Linked DNA regions of Sus scrofa: region 1 is linked to region 2. A link is a contact called in public HiChIP or PLAC-seq data. All regions are on one chromosome and are shown on one strand. The core of a region is the stretch at or near the end of the contact, and the rest is flanking DNA. Distances in the headings are between cores, read along the strand shown. Region 1 overlaps SLTM (SAFB-like transcription modulator). Region 2 overlaps RNF111 (E3 ubiquitin-protein ligase Arkadia).

What was found. HiChIP or PLAC-seq counts read pairs in DNA pulled down with a chosen protein or histone mark.
Region 1: an H3K27ac HiChIP or PLAC-seq map of alveolar macrophages shows a contact between it and region 2. The contact joins two enhancer-like sites. A contact is called at or near these places in 1 of 47 Hi-C or Micro-C datasets (epiblast stem cells) and 1 of 2 datasets of contacts at active chromatin or transcription factors (alveolar macrophages).

Annotation. Positions count from the first base shown.
Region 1 is chr1:113,137,666-113,141,870 of Sscrofa11.1, forward strand. SLTM (SAFB-like transcription modulator) reads left to right here. Exons shown (of 21, transcript XM_021073623.1): 21 at 1-2,939. Among named protein-coding and RNA genes, the nearest start is that of SLTM, 55 kb to the left of the region's middle. Within about 2 kb of position 2,231, at least 3 of the 83 cell types and tissues checked have an H3K27ac peak or open chromatin away from gene starts, as enhancers often do. A contact at or near this core is called in alveolar macrophages, where this site is marked.
Region 2 is chr1:112,993,730-112,997,650 of Sscrofa11.1, forward strand. RNF111 (E3 ubiquitin-protein ligase Arkadia) reads right to left here. Exons shown (of 14, transcript XM_013992925.2): 3 at 2,906-3,032. Among named protein-coding and RNA genes, the nearest start is that of CCNB2, 54 kb to the left of the region's middle. Within about 2 kb of position 2,327, at least 2 of the 83 cell types and tissues checked have an H3K27ac peak or open chromatin away from gene starts, as enhancers often do. A contact at or near this core is called in alveolar macrophages, where this site is marked.

The DNA.
Region 1 (4,205 bases), core at 981-3,480, 140 kb after region 2:
TTTAAACCTTCAAATATCACCTCATCTCCCTTGGAATAAATCCAGTCTTTGGAGTTGTGCTATTTCTCTGACTTCATTTCCTTCTAGTCTCCTTGCTTACTTTGTTTCAGTCACATTGGCCTCTTGCTGTTTCTTGAGTATGACATCCCATCTCTGGCCTTTTGCATTGATTCTTTGATCTGGTATCCATTTCCCCCAGATATCCACATATCCCACTTCAGGTCTTTGTGAAAATGTTTTCTCAGTGATATCTTCCCTGGTATTTACACTGTCCTACCCTTAATATTCTACCTCCCTCTTCCCATCTGACATTTATTGTTTGTCTCTTCCAACTTGGATATAAGCTCTAGGAGGGCAGTGGTTTTTGTCTGGTTTTTGTTTGTTTTTTTATTGCCGTATCCTGAGCATCTGACACTTAGTACCTACTTAATATATACTGTTGACTAGCTATGTGGAGCATTCAGATTTTTTGTTTGTTTTTAGGGCCACACCCATATCATATGGAATTTCCCAGGCTAGGGGTTGAATAGGAACTGTAGCCGCTGGCCTACACCACAGCCACAGCAATGAGGTATCCAAGCCATGTCTGCGACCTACACACAGCTCACAGCAATGCTGGATCTTTAACCCACTGAGCGGGGCTTCATGGATACTAGTTGAGTTTGTTACTGCTGAGCCACAATGGCAACTCCCCAGAATTTTTATAGTAGGGGTATAGGAGCTGCAGTCTGGTTGGAGTAGTGGTTAGAGTGGGGGGATCTGGGTTTTGTCTTGAAATTGCATTGGTGTAACCAACATACTTTTAAGACTGAATACTTATCAGTAACTTTGAGAGTATCTGGTGAGGGCTTGAGGAAGGCCAAAAGCCTCATAAGCCACCCCTTGGTGCAGTGACCAGTAAGAAATGGGACTGTTTAGAGATAGACTGCCCAGACCATCAGACTTAAGCCAAGGGGCTCATGCTCCCTGAGAGGAGATTCCTGCCTTAGGCATGATTATTAACCATCAAGTCATCTTTGCTCTAGCTCCAAGCTCATAAAAGCATATATTCCTCCTTGGATTTGCCAACAGGGTTAGGAAATAAGAGTATGAACACTGCTCAGTAGTTAAAATTTCATTGGTTTATTAAAGACTGCCTAAGTACATCAAACGCTCAAGCAAGAATCTGTCATTTGGATAGAGACCATTTTCTTTCTCTGAAGTTTCTAGTGATGTCCATCACCATATATTAATTCATTAATTTGCCCATCATGCTGCCAGCATTTGAGAGATGGAGTGGGGAGGAGACAGATCAGATAACACAGCAAGTAAGTGTCATATGGTGCATTCCTTAAGTATATAATGACTAAAAATCTGTAATATTATGATTCTGTAAAATAAGGAAGAACCCTTCAAAAAATCCAAATTTTCTTAAAATTATCATGTACCCATGAGCTTTTCAAATGACTTTCACTTTATTCTCCAAATGATCTGCCTTCCTTGGTCCACCTTTCTGGCCTCAAGAAAGATGACTTCACTGGGTCTTCATCACCTTGTATACATCATTACCACTGAACTGCTCAAACTTAGGCCAGATTGTGCACTAGGAAAGGCTTTCATGTGGGGGGCAATGTACAGTGTTGTCCCATCTAAAGACTTTGGAATGTGAAGAATTAGGGGTTCAAGTGAAAACTGTGCCATTTACTAGGTGGGTGCCATTATGGGCAGTTTATCTGTAAGTCCAAGAAGATCAACTTGGCTTACCTTGCGGGGCTGTTGTTAGGATTTAAATGACAAAAATACGTGTAGAACCCTGAACTAATTCTCATTAATTCTCTTGTTTTAGCAAATTCATATCATGGTCTCTAATTATAAAGCAGAAGAGGGAAGTTCTCGTTGTGGCTCAGCAGTAACGAGCCCGACTAGTATCCATGAGGATATGAGCTCAATCCCTGGCCTTGCTCAGTGAGTTAAGGATATGGTACTGCTGTGAACCGTGGTATAAGTCTCAGACGCAGCTGGGATCCTGTGTTGCTGTTACTGTGGCGTAGGCCAGCAGCTACAGCTCTGATTTGACCTCTAGCTTATGAACTTTGATATGCTGTGGGTGCGGCCCTTAAAAAAGCAAAATAAATGAATAAAAATAAAGCAGAAGAGAAAAAGTGAATTTGGAAATGTTGCTGGTTAAACAGAGAACTGAACGGGTACAGCTGCTGATGGCGAAATCTTAAGTCTAATTGGGCAAGATAAGGCAGTAAATAGTTCTCAAGCCTGAGTCCTACTCCAGGACATTCAGGGTGTGACCTAGGGATGTTCTTCTGCAAAAGTCCCCCTGAGAATTCGTATGCACAGCCAGGTTTGGGAACCACTATGGGGGCAGAGCTTAGAGTAGGTAAGACCCAATGCTCTTCCAAGACCAGCTGGCAATTTTATGGTTAGTAGAGTTTTCCTCACTGCTCCAACACGTCATTTTAGTTTTAGAAATACCATCTTTTGCCAGTGAGATGAGATGCTCTGATTAATTTTCTGGTTAACCAATGATGAAATAATTTGATGTAGTTGAATCACTGAGAGTAAGGGAAGAGGAACTTCAGCATCAGCTTTAGGAACTTGTGGCTTTCAGAACTAACTTGGTTGAGCTGTGAAGTACTACTACTATGTATTATTTGGGGAAACAGTACTTTGTTTTCATTCTAGTAACTGGAGAGTCACCTTCAACAAGAGTTACGGTCAGGTAACTCTTTTTAAAAAGATGAAGACACTAGATCCAGAGTTAGGAGCCTTGGAGTCTGGTTCTGATCCTGCTAGTTGGAACATATAATTTAACCTTTGTGGACCCTGGTTCCTTTATCCACAGATTTATGGCCTTTATGATTCCTGTCTGACTTCCATAAAAATGCAAAATATAGTCAACTCTCGTCATTCCAACTAATCACAGGAAACTAAAGGGGAAAAAAAAATCTTAGCACACAATGAGATAGCTAATACTTCATGCTTATTAATCTGTGTCATGCATGTTAAATGTCTTATGAGCTTGTTTGTCATCACAGAAGTTAGTATTACTGAGCGCGCAGCATGTGCTAGCATTGTATTAGGTAATTTACATGCATTAATTAATTCTAATAACAAGCTTATGATTTATGTATAGGCACTATTCCCATTTTAATGTGTGGAAACTAAGGAACAGTTTGCTCAGGATCATATAGATAGCAAGTGGTGAAACCAAGATTCAAACTTCAAATTATTTCATCCAGTGTAGGGGAGATATGACCAATGACCTATGTAGTACAGCTGATACCACAAAACAATTTCTAAACACATCCTCCTCCATATGACAAAATTATTTGCCATAATAAGCATTTTCCTTAATTGCTCTTGAATTTAAAAATAAATGTTCAATTTAAAAGATATTATTACAGTTCAGTGAAGTATTTTTTGTGTTAAACCAAAATTTATACTTATAAAGCAAATAGTACATTTTATAATTCTCACTCTGTTTAACTAGTTTTAAAATTTTAAACAGAAAAACCAAGTGGACACAGAATGACAGAAATGAGGTAACTCAGGGTCTGGTATTCAGTGTACAGTTCTTGTGTATGTTTTGTTAAATTTATATTTAAATAGTACAGTTGATGCTATTATAAATGGAATTTTTAAATTTCAATTTTCAATCATTTGTTGCTAGTATATAGAAGTACAATTTTTAACATTTTGAATAAAATTTACAAATATGCACACATTTTAAGTATACAGTTTAATAAGTTTTGATAAGTGAACACACCCAAGTGACCACTACCATTTTTTGAGATGCAGAATATTTTCATCACTAGAGGTTTTACTTGTGCCCTTTCCTGGACATGGCAGTTCATCTCTTCAGGCCCATGCAACCATTTATGTGTTTTCTATCACTGGACATTTTGCTTCCTAGAGTAATCTTCTTTTGTATCTAGCTCCTTTTGTTTAGTGTAATGTTTTTGCAGTTCAGCCATATTGCTTTGTATATCAGTAGTTCTTTTTGTTGCTGTGTAGTATTACACTGTTTGGATGTATTACAATTTTTTATGCATCTGCCTTTTGATGAAAATTTGAGTTGCTGACAGGTTTTGGCTATAATAAAACTGGTATGAATATTTGTGTACAACTCTTTGCACATGTTTTCATTTCTCTTGAGTAAATATCTAGGAATGGAATTGCTGGAAATATATATATATAATATTATTATGAAT
Region 2 (3,921 bases), core at 1,077-3,576:
ATAGCACTGGGAACGATATCTAGTCACTTAGTATGGAGCACGATGGAGGATAACGTGAGAAAAGATTGTATATATGTATGAGTGACTGGGTCACTTTGCTGTACAATGGAAAACTGACAGAATACTGTAAACCAGCTATAATGGAAAAAATAAAAAACATTAAAAAAATAAAATAAAATTTTCAAGTAATAGGAATATAGAGGTTAAAGCCTAATACAGTAAAACAAACAGACCATCATATTCCAGCAAGAACTGTATAGATTAAGGCACGAGAGTAAACAAATGTTTCAAGATGAAATGGTTTTAGATAAGGAGAAAGACCATTTAAAATTCTTAAGAAACCAAGAATTTTTTTTTTTTTTTTTTTTTGTCTTTTTCCAGGATTGCACTCGTGGCTTATGGAGGTTTCCAGGCCAGGGGTCCAATTGGAGCTGCAGCTGCCAGCCCATGTCAGAGCCACAGCAACATAGGATCCGAGCCACATCTGCGACCTACACCACAGCTCATGGCAGTGCTGGATCCTCAACCCACTGAGCGAGGCCAGGGATCAAACCCACAATCTCATGGTTCCTAGTCAGATTCGTTAACCACTGAGCCATGACAGGAACTCCACTGTGTGTCTTCTTCAAGATCACTATCACTATGGTAAATGCATCTCCTTGACCATTAAGCATCTTCATGACAAGAAAGCTCTCTGGTTCCACAGGGAAAAAGAGAACAGTTCTCTTTCTCCTGAACCACTTCAACAACCCTTACACCCAATCAGTGTTGAACCAAAGGCACTATGGCAGTCACAGGATAACTGTGGCATATACCGTGAACTATCAATTTTCCTCAGAGTCCAGGAAAATCACTGAAAATTTAAAACAATTATGGACATATTATAGAGTGCTCTCTTCCGTGATATTAAAAGTAGTACCCCAATGGGCAAGTAGAGAAGCATATTCTAGGTATGTTTGTAACATGCTTCTGAAGCAAGAATGTCTTTTTAAAAAATCAGTAACAAATTAAAATTAAGCAAATACATTTCTAAATTCATTACAGCACAAAAATTACAATGCATCCATAGGTTAGTTTGGTGTATCAAATGAAAGAGAGGAATACTTTACTTCTTCCCTTACCAACATTTGTAATCAACTAAAGCACATGGTAAATATAGTATTAGGGTCTCTCTCTCTCTTTTTTTTTTTCCTTGGTCAAAGTGATTTTCAAAAGGGCAATGCCATTTCTAGTTATTTATCAAAACGAATGAGGATTTTTCATTTAAGGGCTTACATAATATTAAAAGTGAAGGTTAAAAAAATTCAAAAAATACGTTTCCTACTAGGTTGTCCTAATATAATAATACAAATGTCACTGGTACTGATGAGATATCAATATCAGATCCCAATATTTAAGTACTATTCACATCTAAATTCCAAAGGAGTTTGTGAACTCTCTGAAATTGAGTTTGAAAACTCAGTTTTGTAAAACACCATGTAAAACTGCTGTTTACCAAGAGCAATGACTATTTTTTTTGGCTGCACTTGTGGCACGTGGAAGTTCCTGGGCCAGGGATCAAATCCATGCCACAGGAGCAACCCAAGCCACAGCAGTGACAACACTGAATCCTTAACCCACTGTGCCACCGGGGAACTCCCTACACTTACTGTATACTTGGGGTGCTTAAAAAAAATACTGATCCCTAAGATTCTGGATCTGCTGGACTATGATTCAGAATATATTTTATAATCTATGTGGATGACTATAATGCAGCTTAATCTGACAACCACTAATCCAGTTGCTATAACATACTCGAACTAGGTCAAAAAAAAAATGCAAATACTTGTAGCATAAATATGTCTAAATATTTATATATGAATATAAATATATACATAAATAATTTTTTTGAGAGTTAAGTTTTATTTGGGGCAAAATAAGGTCTACAGCCTGGGAGGAAGCACTTCAGACAGCTCTGAAAAAATCACTCCAAAGAGGCAGGGTATGGTCTATATATGATTTTGGTGAAATGGGGAGGTCCATGCAAGCAAGCACACATTTTGGAGAAGGTCACTGCTAGTTTTGTGAAGGTTACTGCTAGTCACAAGGAACAGACATCATGAAGGATTTTAGTGCTTTTCTAGATATGAGGAGATGCCAGAACTGGACTCATAAAATCTTCTCCTGACAATACCTATCTGAAGATGTGTTCTGTCAGTTTTTCCAGAGCACAGAGTACCTCACTCCTATTCTTCACCCTGAGCTTCTTTCAGGGTGTGCTAAGGGTCAGGAGCTGCAGTGACTCATGATTTAATCTATGCAGAGGCATATGGCAAGTGCCAATTTCCAGTTCACACTGTTTGTCCCTTTGGCCCTGTGACCTGATGGAATGCAGAACTTGTTACAACCCATTTGTTTTGTGTCCTCATGGTGTTTCCTCATCAAAGACAACAGTGGCCTGAACTCACAGGAGGGCAGCCTGGGCCCAGCTGACAGTTCTTTGGAAGGGTACATGTGAAGTATAAATGCAGCACCACTTATACAAAGGGAGCACCAGGACACAAAATTTATATATATATATATATATTTTGTCTTTTGTCTTTTGTCTTTGTTGTTGTTGTTGTTGTTGTTGTTGCTATTTCTTGGGCCGCTCCCACGGCATATGGAGGTTCCCAGGCTAGGGGTCCAATCGGAGCTGTAGCCACTGGCCTACACCAGAGCCACAGCAACGCGGGATCCGAGCCGCGTCTGTAACCTACACCACAGCTCACGGCAACGCCGGATCGTCAACCCACTGAGCAAGGGCAGGGACCAAACCCGCAACCTCATGGTTCCTAGTCGGATTCGTTAACCACTGCGCCACGACGGGAACTCCCAAAATTTATATTTTGAATTTCAAACATACGACTAGGAATTAAAATCTTACCGATAGCTTTCCCCAACTGTTACTATCTCCACTTCACTGTCAGTTGAGGTAACATTAATTTCTTCATTGGCAGTGACCTGGGGAGTGGAGGAAGCTTCTATCACCACAACATCTTCATCAATACTTCCTGAAAACAAAAAGCAAAAACATTTAGAGGGCATATGCCTGTCAGCTAATTTATAGACAATTATTTTTATTTTGACTTTGAATATCACAATCCATTATAAAAGTAGAAAATCACATCTGCCGAACTTTTTTTTTTTTCTTTTCTAGGGCCACTCCTTCAGCATATGGAGGTTTCCAGGCTAGGGGTCTAATCAGAGCTGTAGCCACCTGCCTACACCACAGCCACAGCAACTTGGGGTCCGAGCCACATCTGCGACCTACACCACAGCTCACGGCAATGCCGGATCCTTAACCTGCTGAGCAAGGCCAGGGATCAAACCCGCAACCTCATGGTTCCTAGTCGGATTCGTTAATCACTTCGCCACAACAAGAACTCCTGCCAAACTTTTTAAAACCAGAGCTCACCACACATAGTGAAATCAGTACTTATTCACTTAATGTGCACATACTCCTGATTACTTCCTCTTATGATTTTTGTTTCTTCTTTAAAAACTTTTAGTAGTTTCCATATGAATTTGTATAATCTTATATTGAGATAGTAACACTAATATCTAAAAGTACTGATATAAAATTTTATGTAAGATATTTACATACTATATTAACTCTTTAATATCGAAAATAAAGATACTATGCTCACTGTATGTTTTCTTTGTTTTTTTAAATGTGATATGCTATTTTTTTAAGAAACACAGTAGACTTTTAGTTTTGTGCTATAAAATGTGTTAATATTTTTGTATGTGTTCTTTTATATAATAGCCTAAGTTTGGAAAGTGCTTCCTATTTAGAAGATTGTACATATTTGGTTCAATGTGTTTCCTTAATTATTTACCTTATCTAGAACTAATTTTTATTTATGGCACTAGATAATATATTATAAATAGAATCTGGCC